2 separate regions of the Triticum aestivum genome follow, and region 2 is linked to region 1. Evidence: chromatin contacts called from public Hi-C data. All regions are on one chromosome and are shown on one strand. Each heading gives the region's core, a stretch centred on a gene start, on an enhancer-like site or on the middle of the called end of the contact. The rest is flanking DNA. Distances are from core to core; before and after follow the strand shown. Region 1 overlaps LOC123145308 (threonine--tRNA ligase, chloroplastic/mitochondrial 2). Region 2 holds the start of LOC123145312 (fimbrin-4).

Region 1 (5,204 bases), core at 176-2,675:
CTCCGGTGCATTACATGAACTCAACATTACAGCTCGTTCTTCAAAACAGACCCTGGCAAAGCGCTCTCTCACACACACAGACACGGGGACGCACTGGCATTACACATAAACCGAACCAATTTACACGCACGGACGCACCACAGGAAACAAGAGCCCTAAGGGCAACCACGAAAAACAGGTAGTAAAACGCAAGCGAAACAAAGACCGATCTGCTTCAACGGCAACAGTAGTAACCCAGGCAGGCAGGCAGGCAGGCACGTATCACTTCTACACGGCGGCCACACAGGTCGGACTCAGCCTGACGACGGCCACTCCCGGCGTATGTCGAAGGTGTAATTGATCTGCAGGTAGCACTTCCGGTCGTCGTCCAGGAACTGCCAAAGATCAAGAGAAACGTTCAACCGTCAGACCTCTGAATCCTGAAGCAGTTAGCATGCGCATCTCTGAACAATTAGTTTCGTCGTTTAGTTACCTTGGTCTTGGCAGAGTAGGATCCCCGGGCGAACATCCCGGACGGCGTGGTCTCCTCCGGCGTCACGTACGCGTACGGCTCCGGCTGCGGGCTGAACGTGCCCAGCATCTCCTTTGTGCTGTCAACTACACCAGCAAACCATCACAGTATGAGCAACCCAGCACACAATTCGTTAACTCGTCGATCGGTTTCATTGGTTTGGCTTTCCCTACTGCACCTTTGATGCCGGTCTTCCAGACGGTGTTGGTGTAGCGGAGGCCGGAGACGATGTTGTTGCTGACGGAGAAGGTGAACTTGAGCTTGTACGGGGAGCCTTCCTTGAGGGTGAACCACACCCCCTTGCCGCTGCTGGGCTCCACCGGCAGCGGCAGGAAGATGTCCGGCCGCCCGGGGGACTGGATGGACAGGCTCATAATCTTCACGTCCGGCTCCAGCGTCTCTGCACCAATCAGTCAATCAATCACCGTGCATTCGAATCTCACATCAAAATGTGACGCCAATCAAATAACGGATCGTTTTGAATTCTAAATTCTGATGGAAGAAATGCCTTCCTAAAACATGAACGTTCTTAACGGTTTATGCTGTTAGACAAAAATAAGGTTGCCTTCCCTCAATTATGCCCTGCAAGACGTGCTGGGCATAATCGGACCAAAAGTCGCAAAGACTTAGCTATCACCACGACAAATCATGCATTATTCCCGGGATACATCACTTTCAGGATAGCAACAAGGCACTACTCATATATCAGTACTACTACCCTGAATCCGAAGTCTGAAAATTCTGAATGCATATCCGTCAATGGCGAAGGCACAATAGTTCAACCATGCACGGCAACGTACGGGGACCGACCAGACCAGTGCATTCGAGAAAACGGGGGCTCCATGTGTCTGTTTTTTTCCTACGAAATGATTAGCACGGAAGGACAAGGCCGGACGACCTAGCCAACGGAGCCCACCACCTTTTAAAATTTTCTCCGCTCCAGTTCTCCTGTTGAGTACTGGCCGGCCGGCCGGTGCACAGACGGAGTCGTAAAAACGCTCTATAATTAAGCACGGAAAGCAACGGGTGGTTTCACGGGGCCGTGCGTGTTGACGACGGAACACGGCGGTGCTCACATGCCAAACTGCGCAAGTGCTGGTGTCCTACGTACACGTACTGGTGGTGGTGGTGCCCGCCATCACGCAGGATTCACGAGGACGAGACAATTGAACGCAAGCAATTATCGATTTGGCCGGCCGAGAAGTTGTTGCATGGTTGAAGAAGTTGTTTACCTCCCACGGAGTTCAAATCCACGCTGCCGAGCAGCTGCTCCTTCCACCTCCTCAGGCTCTCGTCGTCCTGTAACAATGTCACGGAGAAAGGAGACGCATCAATCGATCCATCCATCGGTCGGCGGCAGGCAGCTAGAAGAAGAATTCAGGCGCGCGATGGTGCGAGAATGCGGCGCATGCTGACATATTACCTTGTCCTTCTCGAGCTGGTCCTTGATGCTGAGGATGGGGCCGAGGTCGATGTGCTCGGGGACCTTCTCGCCGTCCTCGTCTTCCTCCTCCAGCTCGCCCTTGCCGCAATGCGGCGCCGCCGCGACGTCGCCGCCGCACTTCTTCCCGTTCGTCGCCGCGGCGTCCCCGGCCCCGCCGTTGCCGTTGCCGTGCTCCGCCACCGCCGCCGCGCACTCCTTGGCCTCCGCAGGCCCGGCCGCGGCCATGTCGGCGACCTTGGAGCAGGAGATGGCTTCCACCGCCGACGACATCCTCAACTCACCTCACCAGCCGCGCAACAATGGCTGCCCCTTCAACGGCTAGCCAAGAAGGTGGAGACAAAAAGAGGAGAGCGTGGCAAAAAGGCGCGGACGGTGGATGGAGGCGGCACGGGCACCGAGAGCTCGCTGGGGGGCACCAAAAGGAGAGAACGCGCTGGTAGAGGAGGAACGTCGAAGCGGATTCGGACAGGGGGAAAGGGGCGCGGCGCAAGGCTCCAAAAAGAGAGCGCGCGGATCAGAGGGAGAGAGCCAAGGGGTGAGGGACGGGACGGTTGGATCCAGGCAGCTAGCAATGCAATGGCAGCAGCGCGCCAGAGAGGATAAGGAGGTTTTAATTCCACTGCGCGAGCGAGGGTGGTGGTGGTGGGAGGGAGGAGGAGACCAGGGGAGGGGAGTGGTGGAGACGACGTGATGGTCACGACTGAAGAAGCCCTCCCGCTCGCGGCACGGCACGCGCTGGTACAACTGTACGAGCGTTAGTTGGGACGTTTTATTGCTGATTGATCATGATCATGTGTGTGAGAACCCCTGCTCGTAGATAGAGTCGAGTTCCTGCTAAAAAAAGATGTAGTCGAGTTAGTGCAGATTAATGGGCCTTTTTTCTTTTCCGTATCTCACAGATCATTGTTGTGTTTCTCAAAGAAAAAAGACATTGCTGTGAATGCAACCGAAAAATGGTGCCGCGCATGATTTGTAAGCTGGCAAACCCAGCAAACTTGCTCAATTCGATGTGGGCTTTTAATTTAATAATAGTACTTCATTTCTTACGCAATTAATTTTCCCCATAGCAATCCTGGCATTAGAAGTGCCACGCTTCATAATTATAAATCGCGAATTACAAATAGCTGCAAAGGCTTTAGGGGTAATCCACGTTTCTCCACCCTTTCCGCCCAGGAAGATGACGGCTCTGTAAAATTGAGTTATTTCTTGTGTTGTGTATGAGGATGCGCTCCTCTGCTACGTGGTCCCACCACTTTATGCTGCTGCTAGATCTTTTACTGACGTCGCGGGGTAAGTGAAGATCTGATCTGGGACGGGGGTGGAGAAGTTACCTATCCCAGTGTCCTCCAGCCTGCAGGTTTTTGTCCCAGGTGTTGTCGACTTGCCCGGTAAAATTTGGTCCGTCCATCACGCTCCAATCATAGATCCGCACGACGCCGTCCCACCCGCAGCGAGCGATGCCCCAATCAATCGGGTCGGGTCGGGTCCCCCGCCTCACAGGCGCAGACAGACCAATTCATCTCGGCGGCACGACTTCACGACTCAGCACCGCACACAATTGCTCGCTCTGCAGCAGCAAGTGGCCATTACAGTTTGTCTGCCGACCAGGCAAACAACGCAGAAAATACGCCCGCGCATCCATCCTGCTGAGTGGGTTTAGCCCACAGCCCAGTGACAGGGGCCGGTCAAATCAAGCCCACCGCTGCCTGGAGTCTGGAGATTCATGACACGACATGTCAATGATGTGCAGTGCAATGCAGATTGCAATCAAGCTGAAAACTTGCACTGAAATGTGGTCACAAATTATGTACAATGAAGAATGTTGGGCTTCTGTTCCTGACTGGAGTATAATGTGGTGATGGCAGTTCTGCACAAAATTGTTGGACCTCCGTCGCTCAGTTTCGTCGGAGGCGCTCCTGTACGGTGTATGTGCAGCAGAAGGTCTAGTGCTCTACAATATGAACTGGAGTTTAATAGACTGGGGTATCTACAGCGAAGATTTTTCAGCAACGGCCGATTGGATTTTGCTGATGAAATCGTCGACGGGCATGGTGCCCATCTCCCCGTTATGCCTGGACCTGATGGTGAGAGTCCTAGCTTCGACTTCCTTGGGGCCAACGACCGCCATGAGCGGCACCTTTTGTGTTTCGGCGTTTCTGATTAACTTCGGCAGACGTTCGCCGTGGCATACCTCGGCGCGGATACCTCTCGATTTCAGTTCTGAAGCCACCTCATTACAGTACTGCAGCTGAAAACATGAAAGGAAGATGCCATGGCTTCGTAAGAGGTGCTAACAAAATCAAGCATCTGATATGTGTGTGCCGTGCAAATAACAAATAAAAGGATGTTGCTGTCCTGCCTAGGGTCACCTAGATATACAGTACCTTTTTTACTTTGCACAAATCTACCACAGTACAAGGTAAAAATATTGGTTTAACAAGTGAAACTAATGCAAGGTAAAGGGAGCAAACCTCATTGTTTGTGACAGGTAGAATACGAGCTTGGGTTGGAGCAAGCCAAAGTGGAAAATCACCAGCGTAGTTTTCAATGAGGATGCCAAAAAAGCGCTCCAAAGACCCAAGGATGGCTCTATGAATCATGATAGGCCGTTTCTTCTCAGTATGCGAGTCAACATAAGTGATGTCAAACCGTTCAGGCAAATTGAAGTCAACCTAAAATATAAGAAAATCGAATGATGTTATATGCCCTTTTCCCTCAAAGAATCCACAAAATTTGCTTATTCTTCGTAGAAAAATATATAACTTACCTGCACAGTGGAACATTGCCATTTTCTTCCAAGAGCGTCCTCAATTTTCAAATCAATTTTTGGACCATAGAAAGCACCTCCCCCTTCATCAACCGTGTATCCCCAACCTTTATCATCTAGCGCATCTTTCAGAGCAATTGTTGCCTTTTCCCATATGTCGTCACTGCCAACAGATTTTTCTGGCCTGGTTGAAAGGTTTACCTCATAATTCCGGAAGCCAAACTGCCCCAGTATTTCTTCAGTTAAATCAAGAACTCCTCTAATTTCATCTTTTATCTGGTCTTCGAGACAAAATATGTGGGCATCATCCTGCATAATAAACATATTTTATACATTTTTACAATGAACATTTGACAGATATTTGTATGGTCTAAAACTTGTTGCAGGCACCTAGAACAACACATGTTAGTAATGTCAGAGTAGTGGGCATAATTTTAACAAAATCATATAATATACAGAACTGTGAGTCGGGACCTCCACGT
Region 2 (5,191 bases), core at 1,193-3,692, 220 kb before region 1:
CAGAGCAAGAACAGACGCATGACAAAGAACAACATAATGATGGATCAAGTACAGAGCGACATAACGTACGCTGTATTACATAAAATGAAGAAAGTAACATAAAGTGTTTTGATAAACAATGTTGAAAAGCTAGCTGTTGCGTTGCCCACAAAACTCAAATTCAACAAGAAGATCAACCAAATGTGTAACAGGCAGATTTTTGTATCATTGCAGGTGTATCAAAATTGCATATAATTAAGTGATTATAAGTGTTGTGACATGTTCTGTCATATGCACCTTCACATCCGAAGAGAAATTGTTAACAGTTTTCTTGTAGCCAGCCTTTTTCAGATGATGGTTCATCCATCGAAGCAGCATCTTTTCTGGTGACAAGCTCAACACCTCATCTATATCCTGTACAACATGCAATAAAATGGATTTTGTTTTGAGCAAAGATGTACACCGGGAGCTGAAACAAAGGTAAAACACTTCTACTTACCTTACTGTCATCAAACAATTCCACAAGCTGGGGTGTCTTCTTAAGATTAAGATCAGCCAAAAGTTGAATCTGATAATAAGTGAAACAACTCTTTAGTTGATGAAGGAGGAGTTCAACCATAGTGTGTCCATTGAATTGCATAAAAAATGTGAATCTCATTTCAATACTTACCTTTATGATTTGAGATATCAATCCAAGAACTAAATGAGGCTGCCAAAGAAAACAATAGAAGTATGTGTAAGTCACCACTTGGTTTTTTTTTTTTAAGGGAATTTATAGAACTGAATATGGGAATTGGGAGCATTTTCCCTTTAGGGTAAGGTGGCTTAAAACAACTGACACATGAAAATCAACAAAAAAATATGAGATGTACTAACTACTAGTAAGTGATAAAGTGCATAAGGACAGTCAGCAGTTAATAATGAGAACAGTATTTATACCTAAATTTACCTACAAATTCATCAAAAAGATTATATATCAGTATACAGGACATGAAAGATTAAAGGGAGATAAATGATTTATCTCATTGCAAAAGAAGAAGGATAATTTAGAGCGCTGCAACATTTATCATGATCTACAAGAAAGGATAACAAGTAGGGAACACAAGGCATACCCTTCCTTCCACTAAATCCTGGGTGCCAATGTTGACAACAGTACATCCAATGGCCTTTGCAGAGTTGAGGCACAGTGTGTGGTTTTCATTCCTCTCCCATGGGTTAAGAACTCTTTTCTTATTTATTGCTCTCTCATCAATGGTCCCAGGTACAGCTACATTGATCAACTTACTGACAAAAGATCCATCAACGAATTAACATCAGCTACAACTAGCAGACAGTTTCTGTTGAAAGAGTAAATTGGCATGCGCCATGTAGCTAGCTAGAAAGCCTTCTCACCAGAGCAGCACACCATCCCTAATAAGATCGAATAGCTGGTTGCCGGATGGGTCGATTGGCAAGTACTTCTTCAAGAATGGGTCTTCACCAAGGTAAGTGTTAATATGCGCCACGTAAGAAGACTTCTCCGCCTGGTTGAGATTGTGCAGCAGCGTAGTGATGGTGGATTTGAGGAACGACGACGAGTTCTTGCGGCCGCCAGCCCCGCCGCCGCCAGCAGTGGCGCTTCCTTCCTTGGCGCTTACCCTTGCTTGCAGATTCAGGTACTCCTGCAAAAACACCACACCAAATTCCCCATCCGAACCGAATCTGTAAGACAATGACACGCTCTTCCCCTCCACAGTAATACTAGTAATACTACTAGTCAGGAACTCAGAGGATCGCCGAGATGTACCCGGAGGAAGGACTCGAACTCAATCTCCTGGTCGCTGTCGGGGTACGACTCCGACAAGAAAGCGGCGATCTCCTCCTCGGGGACCACTTCGTGAAGTCCCCTGAGCTTCTTCATCAGCCCCGGGAGGTTCTTGGTGGTGACATGGCCGGAGTCCCTCTTCAGAGACACGAACTGCAACCCACAACGACACAGAAACCTCGAGTTGGAGCGGAGGTGACAGAGGAAACCCTTCTGACAATAATTGTGGTTTTTGGAGCAGAGAAGCAAAGAAGAAGCCGTGGATTCGGGTTGTCACCTTGGCCTTGAGCGATCGGAGCTCGACCTGCGTGAACTGGCCCTGCAGGGAGGGGTCGGAGACGACGACCCCGACGAAGCCGGACATTTCCCCTCGCCACGGCCCGATTCGACCCGGCTCCGGCGCGGCTGCGGCGAGATTTCAGATCAGGGAGGAGGGACAGATCGTCCGCGCGCGGGTGGGGGGCGGCGGGGAGGGGTTGCGGGGACGAAGATCAGGATACCTTCCGAATTGCTCACGGTAATTCTGCCGTGCAGCCTCTGCTGTTCCTTCTCTCGCTGGCGTGCTTTCCTTGTGCTGGGGGGAAAAGGTGGGCAATGGCGTCCGGGAACTCCCAGATTTGGTGGGGGCGGGAGGGAGGGAGGGAGGGAAGGGGGAAGTGGCGGAGACGAGGAGAGGAGGTAAGGGTGGGGTCTGTTTGTTTCGTTAGTTTATTGTGTCTTCGCTTTAGGTTTTCCTCGGGGTTAAGGCACTGGATGGAAAGGGTAAAAGCAGGCAAGCAAGCAAAATGGAGATCAATAAATAATGAAGCAAAAAATTTGACCCAAAAAAATACTAGGATGATTTTTTTGTTTGATTTTTTTTTCTTGATGGAGAGAGATTGATGATGTGCTTAGCTGCGCATGCTCACAACCGGAAAAAGTCTTCGGAGAACTGTTTCTCTAACACGTGTGACGGCTGAATCCTCGCATTAAGGCGGCTTAGGATTTACATGTATATGGTTATAACTTTTGTTATCCTTGTTGCTCTTTGTACTACCATGATTGATTATGAATAGATCAAAAGTTTCTCTTGAAAAATGTCATAAGGGGTTGTGTGATTTTGCTTGTTGTTTTTAGCGGATTAGTTTTATTACCGACAAAAAGATTACTGCTTATGTCTACACGCTGGTACAAAATTATAAAAGAAAATGAAAACCATAAATATATTATTCATTGCAGTTATACTACCTCTATCCAGATTTATTAGGCCCCTTTATATTTTGGGTTAAACTTTGACCGTAGAATTGATTTGCAAAATATACGAGACATGTCATAAAAATTCTATTGTTAGATTTGTAATCAAATGAAATTTCCAATTATATATTTTTTGACATGTATCTCATATTTTATTGCGCAAATGTATGGGTCAAACTTTGACTCAAAATGTGAGGGGGCATAATAAACTCGGAAGAGAGTAATAATGATGTTACAAAAAAATTCCATCTATCTACAATCAAAGTTGAAGAAGTTTAAATACGGATTCTAGTAAGCCATTCATTTGTTTGTTCACTTGCACATATTCTAGTGAGTGTATTCTTGGGAGCAGCCCACTTTCTTTTCCCTCACCCTTCCCCCTCTTGCGTTGACCCCCTTTTTGGAACTCAACTAGAGCTTCCTGGTCTGATCCAACGCTTTGTCCAACATCGATGGTTGCCGAGAGGTGTGCATGTCTTCCTTATGTATATTAGGCCAGTAGTTATGGCGTTATGTCGTGGTTTGGCGACATGTTGTCGGTGTGCTTTGATCCCTTGCCAGCGAACGGTGTATGGAGCTCGCCTTCCTCCTCCTTTGACCCACCTGCGTGATGGATGACGGCAAGAGGCGGTGGTTTTGGGAGAAGCACTTTCAATAAGCTTGGGGAGAGATTCGGGGTCATCCTTTCTTCTTCTTCTTCTTCGCCGGCATGGTGTCGGCCGAACAAGGAGAGGTCGATCTGACTACTGTCTTCGCCGAGCTGGAGTTCTTTAGGGATTGCAAGCTTCCTTGTGGGTCTAGCGTTTCCTTCATCCCGTTGCATCGACCTCGGCCACATAAGTTGTAGGTCATCAAGGGTATTTGCTTCTCGTGTGCCGTCTTCAACCTCCATGTGAGGCCCTTGGCTCCTTGCTCGTCATTGGCAGGCTTGTGTCGCAGACGATGGCCATGGAGTCTCCAACGAGATTGCTACATGTGACTGGACTTGACCATGGTCCTCTTGTATGGTTTGGGGACCTATTTGCAAAAAGGAAGAACCATCTTGTAAAAAATTGTTTGTTTTTAGGTCCTCCATGCAGTGTTTGCGATATTTTTGTTGATAGCTTACCAAGCTGACCACTTGGTCTCTATGCAGTGTTGTACTCCCTCCGTACTAAATTACTTGTCCATAAATAGATAGAAATTGATGTATCTAGATTTAAAAATACGTCTAGATACATTCATTTTTACGACAAATAATTCGGGGCGAAGGGAGTATTAAATTTGATATGAAATGGAGCTTGAGCCTTTGAGCCCCTACCGCTGTTCAAAAAAAAAATGGTTAGTGTATTCTTTACAATCATTTTGAATGAACAATTGTTTTGTTGGACATTTGCAGCGTTAAACCTACATGCTGCCACATACGGAAAAATGGGTAAAATCAGGATAATTGTACTCTTATTAGTGGGTGGTTACGGTGAGTAGCAGTGTGCCAGTGTGCATGTTGTTCCCGTGCACGAGCGGCCGACAATCCGGTTCGGTACACGACGCGCCCTCTCGCCATGTTACTATCGGCGAGCCGAAAGCGTCACCGCCGCTTCCGAAATAAGAGGAAGATACAAAGCACGTCACCGGCCTTCGGCTTGGCGCGTTGCTACCTGGTGCCATTCCCGCCGGAACACACCAACAGCGCGGACCTGTACAGACACATGCCCGCCGGTCCATCCTCCCACCGCCCACGCGCCCGTCACTGCGGACACGCGTGACCCATCGGCCGGTGCGCACGCGTATGGCGCCGATGTGTTTATCCGCCGCCACCGGAGGACCTCATATTCGCCTGAATTCATTGCCAAGGACAAGGACGCGTCTATCCGGAAGGACTGGGCGAACTGAAGTTTGCAGCACGAGTCGCATGACCGGGCGTGCAGTTCACGACCGCCGCGGGAAAATCAGGAGGCGCTGCTACGTGGTCGATCTAGCAAAACGGATTTCCTTCGGTCAAAATTATGTATTGTGCTGCCGTCATCCGGCCGGACTAAACAACACGCCGGCCCACGAGTATGGGACGAAATGACGAATGGAAGATGTACTACAGAGTAGAGTACGCGGACCCATGCGCCGACCGGGCACGGCTGAATGAATCGCGTATGCTACTCCGATCACGTGCGACCGACGACATGGAGGAGGCAGCCTCAA

What was found. A called contact is a pair of places that touch in the nucleus more often than the background predicts.
Region 2: a contact with region 1 is called in a Hi-C map of leaf, with 6 times the contacts expected there. The contact joins the promoter of LOC123145312 here to the enhancer-like site in region 1. A contact is called at or near these places in 2 of 5 Hi-C or Micro-C datasets (both in leaf) and 1 of 1 datasets of contacts at active chromatin or transcription factors (leaf).

The regions. Positions count from the first base shown.
Region 1 is chr6D:392,731,217-392,736,420 of IWGSC CS RefSeq v2.1, reverse strand. LOC123145308 (threonine--tRNA ligase, chloroplastic/mitochondrial 2) reads right to left here. Exons shown (of 18, transcript XM_044564686.1): 9 at 4,723-5,031; 10 at 4,427-4,627; 11 at 4,034-4,203; 12 at 3,287-3,448; 13 at 3,003-3,141; 14 at 1,935-2,033; 15 at 1,744-1,810; 16 at 690-911; 17 at 473-597; 18 at 1-374. The coding sequence ends at 294. Among protein-coding and RNA genes, the nearest start is that of LOC123145308, 7.3 kb to the right of the region's middle. Within about 2 kb of position 1,425, at least 5 of the 8 cell types and tissues checked have an H3K27ac peak or open chromatin away from gene starts, as enhancers often do. A contact at or near this core is called in leaf, where this site is marked.
Region 2 is chr6D:392,949,120-392,954,310 of IWGSC CS RefSeq v2.1, reverse strand. It overlaps LOC123145312 (fimbrin-4), which reads right to left and starts at 2,442. Exons shown (of 15, transcript XM_044564690.1): 1 at 2,284-2,442; 2 at 2,061-2,188; 3 at 1,766-1,936; 4 at 1,372-1,640; 5 at 1,092-1,263; 6 at 650-688; 7 at 479-547; 8 at 277-393. The coding sequence starts at 2,147.